Regions from separate parts of the Mus musculus genome. Here region 1 is linked to region 2. Evidence: chromatin contacts called from public Hi-C data. All regions are on one chromosome and are shown on one strand. Each heading gives the region's core, a stretch centred on a gene start, on an enhancer-like site or on the middle of the called end of the contact. The rest is flanking DNA. Distances are from core to core; before and after follow the strand shown.

The links. A called contact is a pair of places that touch in the nucleus more often than the background predicts.
Region 1: a contact with region 2 is called in a Hi-C map of liver, with 3 times the contacts expected there. The contact joins the promoter of Pon3 here to the promoter of Pon1 in region 2. A contact is called at or near these places in 2 of 39 promoter capture datasets (liver and macrophages), 7 of 484 Hi-C or Micro-C datasets (embryonic stem cells, liver and nephron progenitors), 3 of 115 datasets of contacts at active chromatin or transcription factors (bone marrow-derived macrophages, hepatocytes and liver) and 1 of 9 other capture datasets (pancreatic islet).

The regions. Positions count from the first base shown.
Region 1 is chr6:5,254,204-5,258,580 of GRCm38.p6, reverse strand. Pon3 (paraoxonase 3) reads left to right here and starts at 2,348. Exons shown (of 9, transcript NM_173006.2): 1 at 2,348-2,428; 2 at 3,995-4,065. The coding sequence starts at 2,355.
Region 2 is chr6:5,191,306-5,196,010 of GRCm38.p6, reverse strand. Pon1 (paraoxonase 1) reads left to right here and starts at 2,065. Exons shown (of 9, transcript NM_011134.3): 1 at 2,065-2,335. The coding sequence starts at 2,262.

The DNA of each region.
Region 1 (4,377 bases), core at 1,099-3,598, 62 kb before region 2:
TCCTTTTTGTAGGAGTGTTCCTGATTCCCTTCCACCTTGGGCAGTGCCCCTTTTATGTATGGTTGTTATGTGGGGTGAATGGTAGTTGCACTGATCTTTCCCCCTTACTCCAGGTGACAGGAGGGGCCTGAGATAATGCAAATTTTATTGGAATGGTTCTAATGTGTTTGAAACTTCTGTATTTCAATTTGCTGGAGGAAGGAATGTTTCTTTTCAGGCTACACCTGTTTGTATGTGGCCTCCTTTTGTGTTTATTGTTTATAAGATCCCTTGCCTCAGGGCTGATGGGAGCCCTGGGATGTATGCTTGTAATAGTGTGTGTGTGTTGTGTGTTTGGTGTATGTGTTGGGTGCAGCGTGTGCAGGCCCGCACTTTCGCCATGGTAGTGCAGGCTTTTGCCGCAGTGGAGGCGGGACAATCTCCTCAGATTCGGTTTGCCGCTCTAAAGAAATAATGCTGCGTTATGCCATGGGTTGCGAGGCTAAGCACTGCACAGAGGATAGCTTGCTGTTGGCTTCCTGTGGAAGGCATGTCTGATTGCATGAAGGTTCAGTGTCCTAGTTCCCTTCCCCCAGGAAAAACGACACAGGAGCTGGCCAAGACCTCTCTGGGTGATGAGCCCAAGGGATGGTTTTGTGTAGGGCCCCTATGCTTGCACACTGGGGATCAGACCTCTACCTTCACCCAAGAGGCTTGCTTGCAGCAATCAAAATCGGGCCATAGATTAATCAGCATCCTGGCCTTCTGATGCACCTGCTGCATGCAAACAGGACAATCTCCCCAAGTGTGACTTGGCATGATAGAGAAGTAGTCAGTGACGGATAAGACTCCCTGGGCATGTCACCAACCTAAGACAGGGATCAAACCAATGCTGTTTGTCTCCCAAGGACGGGTAAGGGGCATTGCTGCAGGGGGCAATCTAAGACAGACATTCTCTCTGCCAAACAAGAAAAAAGGGGGAAATGTGAGGAGTGGGTGTGGCAGCAGTCCCAAGAAGGCGCCAGGGACTGCAGCTAAGTCTTATGTCTTGCACCTGACTTCCTCATACATCTGAAAATAAGCCACAACCATCATGAGAGCTGCGCAGGTGCACCAGGATACTGGCGAATCCATTTTGGTGGAGACATGCCCCTGCTGCCCTGATTAGCTGAAGCTGCGTGCCTGGTGAGGTGACGTGGCCTGCTGTGAGTGGATGAGGGCTGAGAGTATATAAGAGTGAGAGGCCTGGGTCAGAGAAGGAAAAAAGATGAGAGAGAAAGTTGAAGTGAGAGAGATGAAGACGGAAGTTTGCTGAATAAACTGTTGTTAGAAGGACTGGTGGTCGTGTTGTTCTTGCTGGTCAAGAGCGGACGCTACACCTTAGTCCTATAAAATCTACCTATTTCAAAAAAAAGCTCTCTTTTTAAACTGAATTCTGCTGCTGCTACCTCCTATTAGTAACTAAAAAGAGATGATCCTTGAAGGTGCGATGTTCCCTAAACTCAAGTGTCTGGCCATCTTCAGTCTCTCCAACAGTATTGTTTATCTGAAAGGAAAGTTTGCTCTTCATTGGAAAGACCTGAAATTCACAGAAGAGTAAGACTCTCCCATAAAAACGATATATTGTTGTTGATGTTATTATCATTATTATTATTAATATTATTACATTCTGCTCATCTTCCAGATTGCCAGACAGATGGACTTGTCTACCACCATGAAGGCACCAGGAAGTTCTGAGCCAAAGTTCAGAGCTCTGGTTCCTCGAGAAGGATGAGCCAAAGGGCTCGTCTTTCAGGATTTTCTTCTTCAGGGTGTATATGGAGCAATTTCTCCTCTTACATGCAGCCTGCCAGAACTCTGAAGCTTTAGTCTATGAACTCTGGCTTCCCAGGCAGCTCTCTCACATCACTCCACTGGAGAAGCTGAGGTTAATTGAGTTCTGTGACTTTAAGAAACAAATTTTCCACACCGTGAGGATTCCAGCTTGTGAGTTCAAACCTGAATGGTCCAGAGTTTAGCTGACCTTAGCCTAGGCAGAAATATGTTCTTGGACCGCTTGCCTGGAGAGCCAGCCTTAGAATCTGCACATTAAAGTGGCCTTGAACCATCGCTAATAAAGGTGGACTTGAATCAGAAGAACAAAAATCCCCTTGAAACTCAAGTAGACAAGTGGCTTTGAGCCCTCCATGTGGAGGTGGCTTTGAGCCTTGGCGCAGGAGAGAGCAAAACTCCCAAGACTGCTAGAAAGGATCAGCACAACTGCCAGGAGGTGCAGGCAGGCGGGGCACAAGGGACTGATCAGTGGGCGGGACCCTGAGTCCGCGCCCCAGAGCGGCACCAGTCTTCCTGCTTTTTGCCTAAGGCACCCAGACACCATGGGGAAGCTTGTGGCGCTGACCTTGCTGGGAGCCTGTCTGGCCTTAATAGGGGAAAGGCTGCTGAATTTTAGGTGAGTGGGCATCTCCATGGAGATGGCTTCAGCTCTTTCCTTTCTAGTCCACATCAGGGAACTCCTGCTTCCAACTTCCTAGCGTTTCCTTCCGGAAAGGAGCAGTTTTGGAACCTCAGTTCTTAGTGACCTTCTCCTTGAGACTCGTTCACTAGCAAAGGGGACAGCTGCGTGCCTTTCTAGGCTGCCAGGGTAGGAAAGCCCACGTTTGATTTCTGAAGGTTGGGTACCTTTTCCAGGTCTTCTGCTACATTGCCTTTGTGAAAGACCAAGTCATTTGGAAGTGTTGGACTTGGGGGAGGGGATCAGACTAGCAGCTGGGTGTTTATAGCTGACTCAGACACTGAAAGTGCGGGCCGTTCCAGAACCCATGCCACATTGGAAGATGAGCCAGGAAACAGGGAAGAGAGCTGAACCCCGCGGACAGGAACTGACTTGAAGGGTAGTTGACTTTTTGAAGTAGAAGATCCGGCAGGGAAACCCTCCCGGAATTACTGTCTCAAGCAAACTCAGTTTGATCTGAAAGATTTTTTTTTTTAAAGGTGGGTTCTTCTCCTCCCTCCCCTTATTGCTACTTGGGGCTAAGGCCTCTGCTTGTCATCTAGTTGTTTTTATTCTTTCTCTGAGGAGTGACTAGTCTCAGAGGTTCGCTGCTGCAATCTGTTCAGACACTGATGTCTGTTGGCAACGCTTTCTAGTCCAGCTTGAGAGGGCTCGTTGTCCCGCCTGCTCCCCAAACAACAAATGGCAGAATCTTCAAATAGTAAATTTAAGAGTGGTACAGCTAGGAAGACTAACACTTGCCTCCCCACCCTCACCCCCAAGTGTTAAAACCATACCTCTAAAGGATAATTTTTATAAATGATCAAAAGATAAATCTACCTTCAGTCTTCTTGAATACAGTTCAATTAATATTTTAATTTCTACCTAGTATTTAGAAGTCTATTTCAGTGCAAGGTAAGAGCGCTGTGCTGAAAAGCACTTTGGCTAACTAATGCCTTTAGTAGTGTCAGGTCCATAAGGTACCTTTGCTAAGATAAGTCAGCATAAGCTTAGTTGAAATGAGGAAGTTAGAGCTAAAGTTATCAGTTCAGCTCCTTGGAGACCTCAGAGAAATTTGGAATTTTTTTCTCCCTACTGGAGGAAGGAGGTCCAAAGAAAACAAGAAAATATGAAATGGGTAAGTACAGATTCATATTAGGTAATAGTTAAGAATATGATGTAATGCTGTTTGTTTGTTTTTTGTAATGCTGTTTTGTTCCTTTAAATGAAGAATAGTGTTCGGTTCTGCCTAGCATTAAGTGGGGTCTTATATTTCGTATAGAATTCTACTTTATTCTTTCAGCAATAACTGTGAAGTTAGCTTCTGTAGGCACAGTGGTTACGTGAGACATATTATGTAACTATAAACCAGAGGCGTTGTTACGGCCTCCATGAAAGGCAGTGCCATAATTGTCACATCAGGAAAGTGACTGAAAGACCTCCCTGCCTGTTCCAGGTGTCTACTTGGGATGAGTGCTTTGACCTCCATGTTGCTTTCTTCCTGTTGATTTTTATCTTCTACAGAGAACGAGTTAGTACAACTCGAGAAATAAAGGCCACAGAACCACAAAACTGCCACCTGATTGAGGGCCTCGGTAAGTACAGGGCAGGACCAAGAAGAGGGAGCAGAATTTCTTGGTCATCATTTCCCTGAGTCTACTAAATTATTTTATTCTCTATTACTTCTTGGTGTGGCTTCCGCACAAACAGGATTCTTTTTCAGAATACCCCGATGTATAGTCTCAACAGAGCATCCACAGACCAGCGTCTAGATGGCTTTTCTCAGTATGTCTCCTTAAGGGCATTTCTCCATCATGTGATGAATTTCAGTTACTATTTCTTCTTTGCCAACTCCCTCTCCCTCTTTCCCCTCTCCCTCTCTCCCCTCTCCTCCCCCACCCTCCCCT
Region 2 (4,705 bases), core at 816-3,315:
ATAGCACCCACTCCACCCACAGCATCCACACCACCCACAGAACCCACCGCATCCAAAGCAAACCCAGCATCCACAGCACCCACAGCACCCACAGCAACCACTCCACCCATAGCACCCACTCCACCCATAGCACCCACTCCACCCACAGCATCCACTCCACCCACAGAACCCACAGCATCCAAAGCAAACCCAGCATCCACAGCACCCACACCACCCACTCCACCCATAGCACCCACTACACCCACAGCATCCACTACACCCACAGCATCCACAGCACCCACAGCACCCACTCCACCCATAGCACCCACTACACCCACAGCATCCACTACACCCACAACAACCACACCACTGACAGCAGCCACACAACCCACATTGACCACGGCATCCACACCACCCACAGCATCCACAGCAAGCACCACACACACAGCACACACACCACACACAACATACACAGCATCCCCACAGCACCCACAGCTCCCACAGCTCCCACAGCTCCCACAGCACCCACACATCAGACTCACCCTCTTCTCTTTAATCATGCCCATCTCACAATCATACTGGACACAGATGGCCACTTCCTTTAAAATTCTGTCCCCTCCGGGAGGCTGTGGCCCTCTTTTCTTAAGTAGATTTTTCTGCTCCAAGTGTTGGCTCCCACAGGACCTTACCTCATGCAGCTGGTTCCTGGTCTGTCCTAGAAGGTCCAAAAGGCTTCATTTGCACCTTCATTCACATAATATGGCAAGTGGACATGGCAAGAAGGCAAACAATTACTGCCCATCTTCCCTAAGGTCGCTCCCTTTCCTGTGGACCCTCCTGAAGGGTGGTGCCCTTTGTTACACAGAAGCTCAAGTTTAAGGCTCAGTGTTCCCAAGGGAGCAGAAACATAGGGCAGTACTTAGGTTATGAAATCAACCGCTTTACCTGAGAACTAAAGCACACTGGCACCTGACAAATATTCTAGAAAGTGGAAAGAGGAGAACATTGCAAAGGAGGGAAAGTGCAATTGGGACCAAATGACTTGAAAGGAAAGGAGATGCAGAGCAAAGGGAGGGACTGGGGTTAGATGAAGCAAGCAGTACCCAGATGAGGCTGGAAGAGCGCTGAAGGCCCTGGGTGCACCCCTCCTTCCACTGGGCCTCTCCTACTACTCTGAACTAGCCCGGAAATCACTCCCAACTTCTCCTGCGTTATTTGTCTCTGTGACCCATGTTTAGTACACAAATCGCTATTCACAGCATTACAAGTATCATCTTTATGTTTCTTTAAATAACCTCCTCCTCCTCCTCCTTCTCTCTCTCTCTCTCTCTCTCTCTCTCTCTCTCTCTCTCGTGTGTGTGTGTGTTTGTGTGTGTGTGTGTGTGTGTGTGTGTGTGTGTGTGTGTGTGTGTACACTCATGTGCGCGCAAGCATCTTTACACGCACATGAGAAAGTCAGAGGACAAGCAGCGGAAGTCAAGCCTCCTTCCACCACACAAGTCTTAGTCACGGAGTTCAGGTTGGTAGGCTTGGCAGCAAGTCCCCGTGCATTCTGCGCAGCCGCACTGGCCTCCACAGAGATGATTTCTTTGACTCCCCTCACTTGATGTAAGCTCCATAGAGACTTGTCATGCCTCTTAGCATCTTGAACAGTGCCTGGTACATAGCTGGCACTCAATAAACCTCAGTCACATAAGAGAGATGCTGAATGGTGGAATATTATGTCTTGGGGAGCTGGAACTTAGAAGCGGCACTGGGAGAAGGAGATATTCTGAAATGGTGGTGTTGTGAGGCTGCGGTTGTGTGGGCCTCCTGGTGAGGACGGCCTGCACCTTAGGGCTTCCGACCTAGGCACTCTTTTCTGTGCTCGTAATTGGCTGTTATCATGGTGAACCCCTCTGAGCCACAAGGATTAGAACTGCTTTGTTTGTTTATTTACTTATTTCCTGGCACAAAGCAAAGGGCTCACCCTCCTGGCACATTTTTTCCCAGGGCTCTCTGTTTCCTCCTGCTTGCTTAATCCCCTCCAGACCAGTTTATGTCTGCCTTTTCTCGCCTTATAATTGGGGGATGGGTTGGGTAGATGAGGGAAATGAAGCACCTAGCCAGCAGAGTGCCTCTGGAGGACTCTGGCTAAATTGGAGCTGTGGCACTTGGGGGCGGGCCTCAGACAGGCTCTGGCCGGCCAATCCAGAGTTGTCAAAGCCACTGGGCTGCAGGTCTCAGGACTGACCAGTGTTGCTGCACTTGTCCATCCTCAGCCTGTCCATCTGTCTCAGGCCATGGCGAAGCTGCTAGCACTCACCCTCGTGGGACTGGTGTTGGCACTTTACAAGAACCATCGGTCTTCCTATCAGTAAGTTGTGTTGGGGTGGTTGGGGTGAGGGCTGCAGCCACGTGGTTCCTACCCCTGCCAGGTCCAGGAGCTCCTCCACACCCCTCCTGGTTCTTTAAATCTATAGGCACTGGGTAGGATGCACATCTCAGAGTGCCTCATAGATGTTGTCAGTCTTCCCTGTGCTTGTTAAAAACCTGCCCTGTGTCTGAGAGCTAGAGAGGGTCAGGGTACACAAATGATATTTCTGCAAGGTCTGTGTGCCTAGCTACAGTCACTTTTTAACCTGGCTTTAAAAAATAAATTCCAAATGCCAGACTGGTGTGTGTGTATGTGTGTGTGTGTCTGTGTGTCTGTGTGTGTGTGTGTGTCTGTGTGTCTGTGTGTCTGTGTGTGTCTGTGTGTCTGTGTGTCTGTATGTCTGTGTGTGTGTCTGTCTGTCTGTGTATGTGTGTTTGTGTGTGTGTGTGTCTGTGTGTGTGTGTATTGGGGGATGGAGTTAGTTTGCTAGTCAATACATTAGTGAAAAAGATGTAGTACTAGATGTAGTAAACCTTCCTGGCTTGGAGAATCTCAATCTGAGATTCCACTAAGGAAATAGACAGAAAGACTGCTTATAACTGGCCCACCGGGAGCAACTGATCCCTGGGGTAGCCTACATGCTCCAGAGGGTGCTGGGCTGAGGTAAGGGGCATCGTGAACTCCACTGCTTGTCTGGCTTTGCTTTGATCAAGCTATCTTGGGCACAACACTGCATCTCTAACCACTGAATGCTCCAATAAACCAGCCATGGTACCATACACAGAAAACTACTAACAAGAAGCCTGGAATGCAGTAGCTATTCAGTGGTATTATTTCCTGCTTCCCTTGAAAGAATTTAGGAACCCACCAGAGTGTTAATGGGCAGGAGGCTAGAGATATATAAGAAGTTTTATGATAACCCTTTATGAGGGTCCAAAGTCTACACACCATCCTCCTGAAAAAGTTTTAGTCAATACTATTGTGTTATTTACTCTGAAGTAAAAAATTAATGAACATGGACTATTTGGAAACAAACAATTATATAATCTTATGGACTAATTTGAATCCTCCACAGAGTTGGGTTGTATAAATTATTATTTCTTAAATCATAAAATATTAGAAAAGTATTTGAGCTTGAAAAAGTGTGTGTGTGTGTGTGTGTGTGTGTGTGTGTGTGTACAGCTGCACCTGCTCATGTGAGCACCTGAGGAGATCTGAGGAGATTATGTATTGGTCTTGGGAATCTTCCTCCATCACTATCTTCCTCATTTTTGAGGCAAGGTCTCTCACTGAGCCTGGGGCTCCCTGACTGCCTTGATATGACTGGTTGAGGAGCCTTGAAATCCACCTGTCTCTGCTTTGCAATGCTGGAATTACAGGCGTACACTGCTGCGCCCTGCTTTTATATGGGTCCCAGTGGTGAGAATACCACAGAGATGAGATACCACAGAGCCATCTCTATAGCCGGATTTGGGTTTTTACCTTGTCAAACTTTGGGCTTTTAAATATGTAAAAATTAGTTAAATTATAAATTGTGAATGTGTGCAGAATCCCAGGAAATTCCAAGCAGGAGAAGGAAGGGAAACAACATCAACTTTCTAGAAACCCCAAAGGCTCAACACACAAGAGGATCTAAGGGCCTGAGGGATACCCAAAACCTCTCTGGATATACTAAGTCTTAGGCCCCCCTTTACATGGTTGAGTCAGACCAGCATTACTGAGGAAATTTCCTCACCCCAGGATACTTGTATGCTCTTCTGGAGAGGGTACTCACCCCCCCTTCCATGTTGGTCCCAGAGCCAGAAAGCCTGGGGGATGAATAATGACCTACCCCTATTTTGGAGAAAAGGCACATGAGACTCTGGAAGGTCATGAACCTGCCCAGGAAAGAAAAACAGACATGACTTTGATGTATCTGGGCATCAAGGAAAGCTCTCCCTCAGAATAGATATAGCCTTCTATTCTGCAGGATTCGACTGCTTGCAAGCAGGGGTTTGGCCTATACATCAGGAGTTGAAGGCAAGTCACAGAATCTGTGCAGTCCCATCCTGTGCCTTGGAGAATTTCATGATGTGGGAGAGGCAGAGAAGAAGAAATCAAAACGGTTCTGGTTCACCCTTGTAGTCAGATCTGGCATGTAGCTTTTCATGCTATAGATCATACAAGTCTAGAGAACACCCAGAACAACACGGAACACTTCTTGAGGATGTGCGATGTGGAGAAGCAAAGAGACTCCTTCTGAGATTTACCACCATGACATGTAAGGTCTCTGTGTTTCCTTCTTTGGATGGGAATGACAGGGTTAGCATGAATTCCTCAACGTATCTCTGCTACCTCACACTCATCCTAGGCAGTGAGGATGGTGGATGA